Regions from separate parts of the Mus musculus genome. Here all the other regions are linked to region 2. A link is a contact called in public ChIA-PET and promoter capture Hi-C data. All regions are on one chromosome and are shown on one strand. Each heading gives the region's core, a stretch centred on a gene start, on an enhancer-like site or on the middle of the called end of the contact. The rest is flanking DNA. Distances are from core to core; before and after follow the strand shown. Region 1 holds the start of 1110028F18Rik (RIKEN cDNA 1110028F18 gene). Region 2 holds the start of Tango6 (transport and golgi organization 6). Region 3 has its middle 26 kb from the start of 1110028F18Rik.

Region 1 (3,559 bases), core at 243-2,742, 96 kb before region 2:
ATCTCTGGCAAATGGAGACAGTTGGTCACCCTAGCACTAAGGGTCATTCTATGTAGATAATGTTATTGCCCTTTTTTCTGTTGCTGGTATTTAGCACAGTGCCTGGTCCACTATATCTTACCCCAGTTTGCCTACTACTGGCCATGGATAATCTTACCACCTCTCAGTTTCCCTAAGAGGAAAGAGGAACCGCTGCTTCCCATGCAGACTTCCCTAATACGAGTAGAACAGTTTGCAACCCGGTGCCTGCCTTGGCCTCTCAAGTGCCTGGCTTGCAATTTTTAATCATCATGCATTATTCAGAACATTTATATTTTGTTCTGTAACTGTAACTATTCCTCCAGTGCTTAGTCTGGAGATTGAGCTGAAAATTGAAAATCAATGGACAGGACCCATAAATTTCACTCAGTTGAGAACTAACTCCAAGGCTCCTATGGGAAGAAATGGCAACCAGAATACTATATAGCCTCCAATGCCAAGAAGTCCAAAATTATCTGCTTGGCAGTGCCACCCATAATCCTAGCTACTGGGAAGACTGAAGCAGGAGGATCACCAATTGGGCTATGGAGCAAGGTCAAAGCCGTATTGAAAATTTAATGAGACTCTATTTCAAAATAATAAGAGAACAAAGCTGCCAGGTTGGTGGTGGTGTATGCTTTTAATCCCAGCACTTGGGCGGCTGAGATGGGTGGACCTCTGAGTTCAAGGCCAGCCTGGTCTACAGAGCAAGTTCCAGCACAGCCAGGGCTACACAGAGAGACCCTGTCTCAACTCCCCTGCCCCCCACCCCCAACCAAAAAAAAAAAAAAAAGGCTGGGAGCTCCAGGGGTGATGCTCAGCTGGCAGAGCTCTTCTGAAGCAAGGACAAAGTCTTGCGGTCCATCCCATAGACAGAATATCCAGGGTACTTGTGGTAGCTCCCCAGAATTAGGGAGTTGGGAATAAAAGAATGAGAAGTTCAGGATCATCCCCCGAGTGCCAGATCAGCCTGGAGTATGAGACCTTAACATGGAAACATGATGGTTCTTTGGAAAGTTGGTTGGATAGTTTTGCTGGGGCAAACATTCGAGTTTGAAGGAACATTTCATTAAAGTGGACCCAGGTGTGAAAGGCTAAGGCGGACTGAAGCAGACACAGGAGAGAGGATGTTCTGCTAAAGCAAGCATGTGAAAGGGCACGTGATGAAGGACTTTTCTTTTTTTTTTTTTTTTTTTTTTTTTTGCTAACATGTATTGGTCTGCCTCCCATTGCATGCTTTGAGCTGCATTTGTTGGGACACCAGAGAGAAATGCACCAAAAAGCTTCTGAGGGTGTGCTGCAGTTTGTTGCTGCTTCCAAGGACTTGGGCTGATTGGATGCGCATGCTGAGGCAAGACCCGTCTGAGGCAAGATATGTGGAGGACACGTGATGTTTGAAGGAGTCAAGGGATAGTAACAGAGGCTGCGCTTGGCTTGCTTATAGAGCTAGCTGTGCAACGCTTATGGGTGTGGCGGCTTTGCTGATGTTCGTTTCCCTGAGAGAGGCATAGCTGAGAACTTCTCCTGGCATTCCTCCTAATCCCTCCGGCTGACTGGAGCCCAGGCTGAAGCCTGGCTGGCTCTGCTAGGTCTTGTCACCACTGTTACTAATCCAACTCTACTGAACTGGACTGCTGGTGTATCCATGAAATGCTTGTGAGTGAGTAGAGCTTCGGCTGCCTGGTAACCTGTGACCTGAACTGATTTCCAGAGAACCTTCCTAAACAGGTCTACTCTCCCCTGACCCCTGTATCCTTTCTTTTTCATTACCTCTGGTGGCTGGTGAGCTAAAAGGGAGGTTAAAGCATCATTAAAAATAGGATTTAAAGAATTAAAGTTACAAGACCTTATCTCAAAAAAAAAAAAAAAAAAAACAAACCAACAACAACAACAACAACAACAACAACAAAAAACTAAAGCAAAACCAGAAAGAGCAGGCATGGCCTGTTGTGGTGGCACATGCCAGTAGGATCTGCTGAAAGAGCAGGCATGGTGACACACACTGTTAATCCTAGCACTCTGGAGGCAGAAACAGGAGATCTCTGTGAGCCAGCCTGGTCTACATAGAGAGGCTTTCTCAAAAACAAACAATCTAACTAATAAATAAGTAGATTAATCAACTCAATTAAATGGGCTCAAACTTTCTAGGGTTAGAAGAAAACTGGGAACTTCTTCTAGGCTTGTTTGTTATCTTAGAGGGGAAACAGAGTTACTGAAGGAAAACCATTTTGCTTTCAGATCACACCAGCCAGTTCCCTACAATATGTTCTGGCTAGCTCCTGGGAATTGAAAAAAAAAAAAAAAGTGAGACACAAAGTTTCTTTCCTCCCTTGACGTTTTTTGAGGGAGGGTTTCATTGTGTAGTTCATGCTGGCTTGGAACTCCCTATGTTGGCCAGGCTGGTCTCCAATTTATAATCCTCCTGCCCCAGCCTCCTTAGGGCTGGAATTACAAGTGTGCATTATCATGCTGGCTTCAAAGTTCCTTATAGTAAGGAAAATTTACACACACACACATCCATGTACCCTGTGCGTGTGCGCATGTACACACACACCCACACACCACACATCACTTCTAGATATAGAATAATATATAGTCTAAGAAAACAATGTTTTAATTTAAAAAATAAAAGCAATTTGGGCACGTTAGCAAACATCTGTAATCCTACTATTTAGGAGATCGAGGCAGGAAAATCAGAAGTTCAGGGCTAGCCTCATCTACATGGTGAGTTTTAGACCAGCCTAGGCTACCTGGAATTCTAAATCAAACAAAGCAAAAGCAGAGTTGTTTGTCTCTAGACACTCCCCCAACACACACACACACACACACACACACACACACACACACACACACACACACACACACACAGTGAATTTCCAGCCCTTCCCTTGGTATCTGTGATTCTATCTAGCCAGGGTGAAACTGACTGTCAAGGAGCTATTTTCATTGGCTGGCAAACTTCAAGAGGGCTTGCCCTTTGGGAGGGGCTTTCTCTCTCCCCTAGGCTGGGTCTGATATTGGCCTGATTCCTCCACACACACACACCCCACTCTGAGAAGGGAGGCAGTCTCTCTCTCTCTCTCTCTTTTTTTTTTTTTTGTTTGTTTGTTTGTTTGCATGGAGGTGACACAGGTTGCTGCAGAGCTTTTGGCCTTAACAGCCGTTCTCAGTCCTGATCAGTCATCACTAAGACCAAAGTTATTTGTACAATGGGAGAGACCTACCACCCCTTATCAGGAGGTCTGACTGACTAACTCTCTAGGCTGGAGAGGGCCTGCTCTCTGTGGACTTGGCTCAGGAAAAGCCCTGGCCACTGAGTAATGTGCACTGTGGAAATGATAATAGTTAATGTTTACTTAACATTTCCTGTCTGCTGTGTTTACTTAGCTTACCGCACCTGGGGTGTTTTGTTTGTTTTCTGTTTTTTGTTTGTTTGTTTGTTTTTCTCTTTGAGACAGGGTCTCTCTCTCTACAGAGATTGGCTACCTTAGAATTCACTATTTAGTTGAGGTTGGCCTCAGACTTCCAGAAATCCACCCAG
Region 2 (3,525 bases), core at 827-3,326:
CTGCCTTATTCTGTTTTTGTTCCCATGTTAAAGATAGAGTAAATGCAGTATTCTCCACATAGAGATATAGACTTCTGAAATTCTAAGATTAGAATTACTAACAAGAAGAAGTGGGGAATGAAGAATAAAAAATTACTGGCCTCTTGTGAGAACATGAACTTTTTACCTCGGAGCCCACCCCCTCCCATCTAGAGGTTGTTCTCGGAACACTCCTAAACTTTTCACCCCAAAACTCCTCACCCTAAAGTTCGAACCCTCCCAACTAAAAACTGTTCCAAGAACATTTTTGAGATAAAGGCCTCCTGGAACAACCTCAAAATGAACCAGGTACTCCTTAGTTACGTAGGTTCCTTGATAGGACATGACTCCTTAGTTACGTAGATTCCTTTGGCAGAACTCCCTAGTGATGTAAACTTGTACTTTCCCTGCCCAGTTCTCCCCCTTTGAGTTTTACTATATAAGCCTGTGAAAAATTTTGGCTGACCGTCGATTCTCCTCTACACCACTAGGTGCCACTAGGTGTATGAGTTTCGACCCCAGAGCTCTGTGCTTTCATGTTGCTGCTTTATTTCGACCCCAGAGCTCTGGTCTGTGTGCTTTCATGTCGCTGCTTTATTAAATCTTGCCTTCTACATTTTATGTATGGTCTCAGTGTCTTCTTGGGTACGCGGCTGTCCCGGGACTTGAGTGGTCTGAGTGAGGGTCTCCCCTCGAGGGTCTTTCACCATCACCCAACAAAACCAAGATATTCCAATGGGGCTGTCTGTAGCTAACACATTCACAGATACAGGATATGTGTGTGTGCGTATTTATCTTTAGATTAAAGAATTATTTATTTTACAGTTATGAGTATTTTGCCTGTACGTGTGTCTGTGCCCCACATGAGTGGCTGGTCATCTTGGAAGCCAGAAGAGGGCATTGGATCCCCTAGAATTGGAGTTATACATGGCTGTGAGCCACCTTGTAGGCGATGGGAATTAAACCTGGGTCCTCTACAAGAACAACACCACGGATCCATCTCTCTATCCCAGTGTGTATTTACTTTTAAATGTCAGAAAAAGGAATCAGTAATACAAAGTTGAATATTTTTTGTTACTGTTACTTTTGGGGAGAAAGTTATGAACTTGTCTTGCCACGTCAGCTTCCCTGAACGCTGGTGTCATTGGTGTGAGCTTCTCTTTCAGGGTCTATGTACATCTGTGAACTTTATTTATTGTGTTTCTTTCAGTACTTGAAAATTTACATACTAAAATGTGTATTATTTTTACGAGAAACTATTTCTGTTCCCTCCCCCACCCCCTGGGTTGAAGTACTGAGGACCAAACTCATGGTTGTGTGCTAGAGTGTTATTACTGGATAACATTTCCAATCCTTCATAGCTTTTAGACGGTCTCACTAAGCTGCCTTCACTGGTTTTGAACACGTGATTCTCTATAGCTGAGATTTAGAAGCATGGGCCACCATGCAAGACTACTTGTGTTTTTTTTCTTTTTGTTTTTGAGTCAGGGTCTCTCAGAGTTCCTGGTTGGCCTTGAGCTTACTATGTATGTAGACCAGGCTGACCTTTGGTTCTAAGTACTAGACTTAAAGATACATGTCACCACATTGGTCTTTTATTTTACCTTTTCAATTATATTTTCTTTCTTTTTTTTTTTTTTTTAAAGATTTTATTTATTTATTATATGTAAGTACACTGTAGCTGTTTTCAGACACACCAGAAGAGGGCGTCAGATCTCGTTACGGATGGTTGTGAGCCACCATGTGGTTGCTGGGATTTGAACTCTGGACCTTTTGAAGAGTAGTCGGGTGCTCTTACCCACTGAGCCATCTCACCAGCCCCCTATATTTTCTTTTAAAAAATATTTTGTAAGTTATGCTTGTGCATGCGTGTGTATGCGCATGAGTTGCTGGACCTGAGTTTGCAGGCTGGTGTCTGATAGGGATGCTGGGAATTGAACTGGGGCGCTCTGGGAGAACACAAGAAACTGTATCTTGTTTTTTTTTTTTTTCCCGGAGAAGGGGCGTTCCAGACAGAGTAGGCCCCGCCCCAGGTCTTGGGCCCCGCCCTCCAGCAGAGGACACGCCTCCGCCACATTCAAAATGGCGGCCGCGCTGGCCCACTTGGGTGTTTGAGCACGTCGCAGGTCGCTCCACTCCAATCATGGCGGCCTCCGGACCGGCGGCGGCTGCGCCGAGTGGCGTTCTGGTGACATGTGGTCTGGAGCAGGTTCTGGAAGCGCTGAAGTTGCTGCTGAGCCCGGGAGGTGAGAGGACGAGTCTCGGCGCGGGGCTGGACCTGAGGCTCGCGGGGTCGCGGGTCACCCAGGCTCGCCCTGGCTGCTACCGCATGTTTCCCGCAGGCCCTCCCGGCATCTCCATCCCCACTCCCGGGAGCGCTTGGGCTCTGTGCAGTCTCACTTAAAACTTAAACTGAAGCTCCAGGAAAGGGCCTGCAGTCCGCTGACCGCTGATGCCGGCCGAGGTCCGTTGGGCGCCTCGCTGAGCAGCGGCTTCGGTCCACTGTTTGCTCCAGCACAGCCCTGACACAGGGACTGGAGACGCCTTCACACAGGTGTAATGTGATGTCCCAACCGCTTGAGGGCTCCGAGCCTGGTGTGCACGCTTGAGATTTGTACAAAATGCCAAGTGACCAGAGATGCCCAGCAGGGACGTTTTTTGGCTGAATTTGAGGAAGATTTTTAAGGGTTTCTGTTTTGGTATCAGAGGTGCACAGTCACCTTTAATCACTTGTTGAGTTAACTTCCCAGTTTAGTATTTGAAGAGACCTTGGGAATAGTGAGACCTTGCATTCTCACTGTTGAGTCCCAATTTGTGGTGGTTTGAACTGCCTCTGCCTCCCCAGTGCTGGGATTAAAGGCAAGCATGACCATTCACACCTCCTGCCCCTTTCTTTCTTTAGACAGGGTATCACTGTATAGTTAAGGTTTGTCCTGGAACTCACACCTCAAATCAGGTGGTTATATTAGAGGGATGTCCATGGACCTAGAACTCAGTTCTGCCTGATCTCCTTGTCAGACTAAGGCAGATTATTCAGAATAGAACTTCTGATGGCATCTGGAAACGTAGAAGGGTGTAAGAAAATAGGATCCTAATTATAAGCACAGCATGTCTGGGTGCGTGTAGAATTATCAAGGTAAAGGCAACGTGTGTGATTACAAGGTGAACACTCTCGGTCTTAAATGTCGACCCCCAAACTACAGCTGCAAACATTACAGAGTACTTAGTGGGACGTGAAAAGCAATTAGTAGTAGATGATTGCCTACTAAGCGCCAGTCCCTATAGTCCATTTACTTGTAGATCATTTAGTCCTCACAGCAGTCTCCTAAGTATTAATAGGCATTAATTTTTGCAGAGGAACATACATGTACATTGGAAATTGCCCAAAGTAAATCAAGTTCGTGACAAACCTCAGTTCCTTCACTAAAAGCTTGCAAAATATACTCTCTTGCCCCAATTAAGAGTCAACGGCAGGATACGTATTTTATTTATTTATGTTTGAATGCC
Region 3 (3,368 bases), core at 527-3,026, 120 kb before region 2:
TTTTTCTTTTTAAGATTTATTTCATGTATGAGTACACTATAGATAGCTGTCTTCAGACACACCAGAAGAGGGCATCAGATTCCATTACTTGAGGTTGCTGTGAATTGAACTCAGGACCTCTGGAAGTACAGGTAGTGCTCTTAACTGCTGAGCCGTCCCTCCAGCCCCGCAGTTTTTGTTGTTGGTGGTGGTGGTTTAGTTTGATTTTATTTGCTTTTTTTTTTTTTTAAAGAAAAAAATATATTTCAGAGTGTAAGTCACTATCTTTAAGTATTCCTGGTGAGTGATAATTGCACCCGCTTGCACACACATACACAACTAATGGGATGGCATGCTAACAAGGACTGCCTGGGTATCTGGCTGATCTTTTTGTAGTTTATCAGCTGTGTGTGCCCTCCAACGTTTACCCGGTGTGTTGCAATCATGTTTTGTGTCACGTTTGCACAATAGTGTGGGGGCCCCTCCGTTGTCTCCATCAATCCCAATTTGGTATTGCTCTGCCCCCGCCACCATCTGTGAACATAAGTCCTAAGGGTTTGTTTTGTTTCTAACGTCAAACGGTCCAGGGCATCTGCTTTGTGGAGGCTTCAAAGCTGCCTCCAGGTCAGCTGATACTGATTGAGATCAGGGCTCTCTGGAGTCGAAGGCTCAACCTGGAATGGCTAGTTGGTACTGAGAATGCCTGTCAGATCTTCTCAAATCTGTCCCCAGGCTTCTAAAAAGCCCAAAAGAAAAGAAAAAGTGACTCTCTAAGGATGCCTGAACCAAAGATCCCAAAGTGAGAGTTCAAAGCCAGCCTCCAGCTTCCTGGTGAACCGGTTTCAAAACAACAGCAAAACAAACCCACACCCAGCCCCCTTGAGCTTTCTTTTGAGAAAGATCTCTGGATTCCCTGAGTCCTATCTCCTCAGCCCCCTCCTCCCACACTCTCCTTACAAACACCCCTCACCCCAAGTGAGGTCATCCATCCTAGTAGCAGGCCTTTTGACTTTGTGGCTGACCTAAGCAGTCTTTCCTGGGGTTTTCCCCTCCATTAAGGTGTAGGTAACTCTGCATACCCAGTCATTGTGTGGCCTGAAGAAGGGGTTTAAGAATATGGCCAGAAGTCCAGTCAGGGCAGGGACTGTCTGAGAGGTCAGCTAGGTGACAGGCCACCACTGACAGTTGGAGCAGCCCCCTCACCAGCGTTCCATCCTTTATGTGTCTAGTTTGACTCACTGGGGAACTCCGTGGATCACCTGCTCACAAAGAAGGCAGAGCCTTCCTTCCCACCTTCAGCTTTCTTTTTTGCTTTGTTTTGTTTGAGACGGGGAGGGGATTCTCTGTGTAGCCCTGGCTGTATTAGAGCTCACTCTGTAGACCAGGTTGGCCTCGAACTCAGAGACATCTACTTGCTTCTGCCTCCCCAGTGCAAGATTAAAGGTGTAAGCTGCCACTGTTGGTCAGAGACCAAATTCAGATCCTGCCCTTCTGAATGAGGCCTTGGGCAAATTGCTTCCGCTCTCTGAAGGATGCCTAGCACGGGAGGGCTGTTTAAGATGACCGTTGGCCCTACTGATGTAGGAGGTTGATGGGAGTGACGGCATCCCATACACATCCGTATACAGGGATCCTCCGCGGAAGGTGAGCTTCCATGGGAAGACTGCCCAAAGGAACGGAACGTCCCCTTCCTTCCCAGCAGAGGGCGCCATTCTCCCAAACCACAGCTGGGGCTGGCCTTTGCAGCCTGGCTTGGCAGGGTGGGGCCACAGGAAGGGAGGGCACATGCCACAGGGCCACTGGCTGTGGCATACCTTACATGGAAGTCTGCCTGCGAAGACAGCTCCGCCTGCACAGAACACATGCTCGGTAAATACTTGTTGAGTCAGTGGATGAAAAAGCTCTCTTGATGATGGGGATGGTGTCTGAACGGACGCTGCTTGATGAGCCACGACCCTTACCAAAGAGCTGCTTATGGTCTGGTCTCTCAACGAGCTTTTTATGTCTTCCTTTTAAAAAGGAATTGAGAGCCAGAGCGACGGCTCAGTGGTTAAGAGCACGTATTGCTCTTGCAAGAGGCCCCAAATTCAATTCCCAGCATGGTGACTCACAAGCATAACTCCAGTTCCAAGGGATTCAAAGCTCTCTTCTGACTTACATGGGCACCCGGTGTGCACACAGTGCACAAACATACATGCTGGCAAAACATCTGTACACGTACAATAATAAAATGAGTAAGTTTAGAACAAAGTCAAGAAAAGGAAATGGAGAGAGTTAGGAGAAGTGCTGGGCTGGGTGTGGTGGCACACCAGGGTGCGTACCTGTAATCTCAGCATTTAAGAGGAAGGCTGAAAGGAATTGAGAGTTCCAGATCAGCCTGATCTACACAGGTAGATACCTGGAGAGACAGAGTGACAAGGATGGGCCTTTATGTTTTCTTTGAGGACACCTGAGGTGTCCCAGGCTGTTCCAATCTGAACTCTCTATGTAGCTTCACCCGCTGTTCTCCTGTTTCTGCCTCCCAAATGCTAACCTAACAGGAATATACCACCACGCCTAGTTTATGAAGTGTGTAATTGAACGTAATCCTTCATGAGTGGCAAGCAAGCATTCTACCAACCGAGGTATCTCCGTCCGAAGACCTCTTTTTATCCTGAGATTCAAACCTCTGCCAGACACGACAGTAAATGCACTTAATGCTGACATCCAGGGGGCAGAGACAGGCAGAACTCTCTGAGTTCTAGACCAGCCTGGGCTACATAGCCAGTTCCAGGACAGCCAGAACTACATAGAGAGACTCTGTCTCAAAAAAACCCAACCAACCAGCCAAACAAGCAAACAAACAAAGGTTGGTGGTTACTAAAGAACAGCATCCAACTGAGGTGCCTCCTGGACTACACTCCAAGGTAGAACACTTGACCAATATCACAAGGTCACACCTTACCCTGCCAGAAGTTACAGCTGGAGCCAAAGTGCAGGCACACGGGACAAAAATATCCTTCAGATGTTATTCAGGTCCTGCATGAAGGCAGGGCTGCCCACGTGACCGTGGTTCTCTATTTCTTTTTTTTTTTTTTTTCTTTTTTGGTTTTTTGAGACAGGGTTTCTCTGTGTAGCCCTGGCTGTCCTGGAATTCACTCTGTAGACCAGGCTGGCCTTGAAGTCAGATATCCACCTGCCTCTGCCTTCCAAGTGCTGGGATTAAAGGCACCATTATTCATATATATATATATATATATATATATATATATATATATTTTTTTTTTTTTTTTGGTTTTTCAAGATATATCTATTTCTTATGTCAGTCCTTCCAGCCTCTTCTGAGGCCCCTTTGCGTGTAGTGGGCATTATTCCAGGGTCTTTATATTCATTTACATAATAACTACTTT

Evidence for each region. Promoter capture Hi-C pulls out the DNA fragments that hold promoters and counts their contacts. ChIA-PET counts read pairs in DNA pulled down with a chosen protein or histone mark.
Region 1: a contact with region 2 is called in a promoter capture Hi-C map of macrophages, with 5 read pairs. The contact joins the promoter of 1110028F18Rik here to the promoter of Tango6 in region 2. A contact is called at or near these places in 2 of 39 promoter capture datasets (3T3-L1-derived adipocytes and macrophages), 5 of 115 datasets of contacts at active chromatin or transcription factors (a beta-TC-6 cell line, embryonic stem cells and pancreatic cancer cells) and 1 of 9 other capture datasets (macrophages).
Region 3: a contact with region 2 is called in an RNA polymerase II ChIA-PET map of memory CD8 T cells, with 12 read pairs. The contact joins the enhancer-like site here to the promoter of Tango6 in region 2. A contact is called at or near these places in 6 of 39 promoter capture datasets (3T3-L1-derived adipocytes, embryonic stem cells, stem cell-derived epiblast-like cells and 1 more), 1 of 15 datasets of contacts at CTCF or cohesin (embryonic stem cells), 5 of 484 Hi-C or Micro-C datasets (embryonic stem cells, reprogramming fibroblasts and undifferentiated spermatogonia), 8 of 115 datasets of contacts at active chromatin or transcription factors (T-cell acute lymphoblastic leukemia, a beta-TC-6 cell line, embryonic stem cells and 2 more) and 2 of 9 other capture datasets (embryonic stem cells and macrophages).

What each region holds. Positions count from the first base shown.
Region 1 is chr8:106,585,651-106,589,209 of GRCm38.p6, forward strand. 1110028F18Rik (RIKEN cDNA 1110028F18 gene) reads left to right here and starts at 1,493. Exons shown (of 3, transcript NR_045470.1): 1 at 1,493-1,767.
Region 2 is chr8:106,680,992-106,684,516 of GRCm38.p6, forward strand. It overlaps Tango6 (transport and golgi organization 6), which reads left to right and starts at 2,077. Exons shown (of 18, transcript NM_173037.1): 1 at 2,077-2,264. The coding sequence starts at 2,162.
Region 3 is chr8:106,559,580-106,562,947 of GRCm38.p6, forward strand. No RefSeq gene overlaps it. Among named protein-coding and RNA genes, the nearest start is that of 1110028F18Rik, 26 kb to the right of the region's middle. Within about 2 kb of position 1,777, at least 137 of the 459 cell types and tissues checked have an H3K27ac peak or open chromatin away from gene starts, as enhancers often do. A contact at or near this core is called in memory CD8 T cells and pancreatic cancer cells, where this site is marked.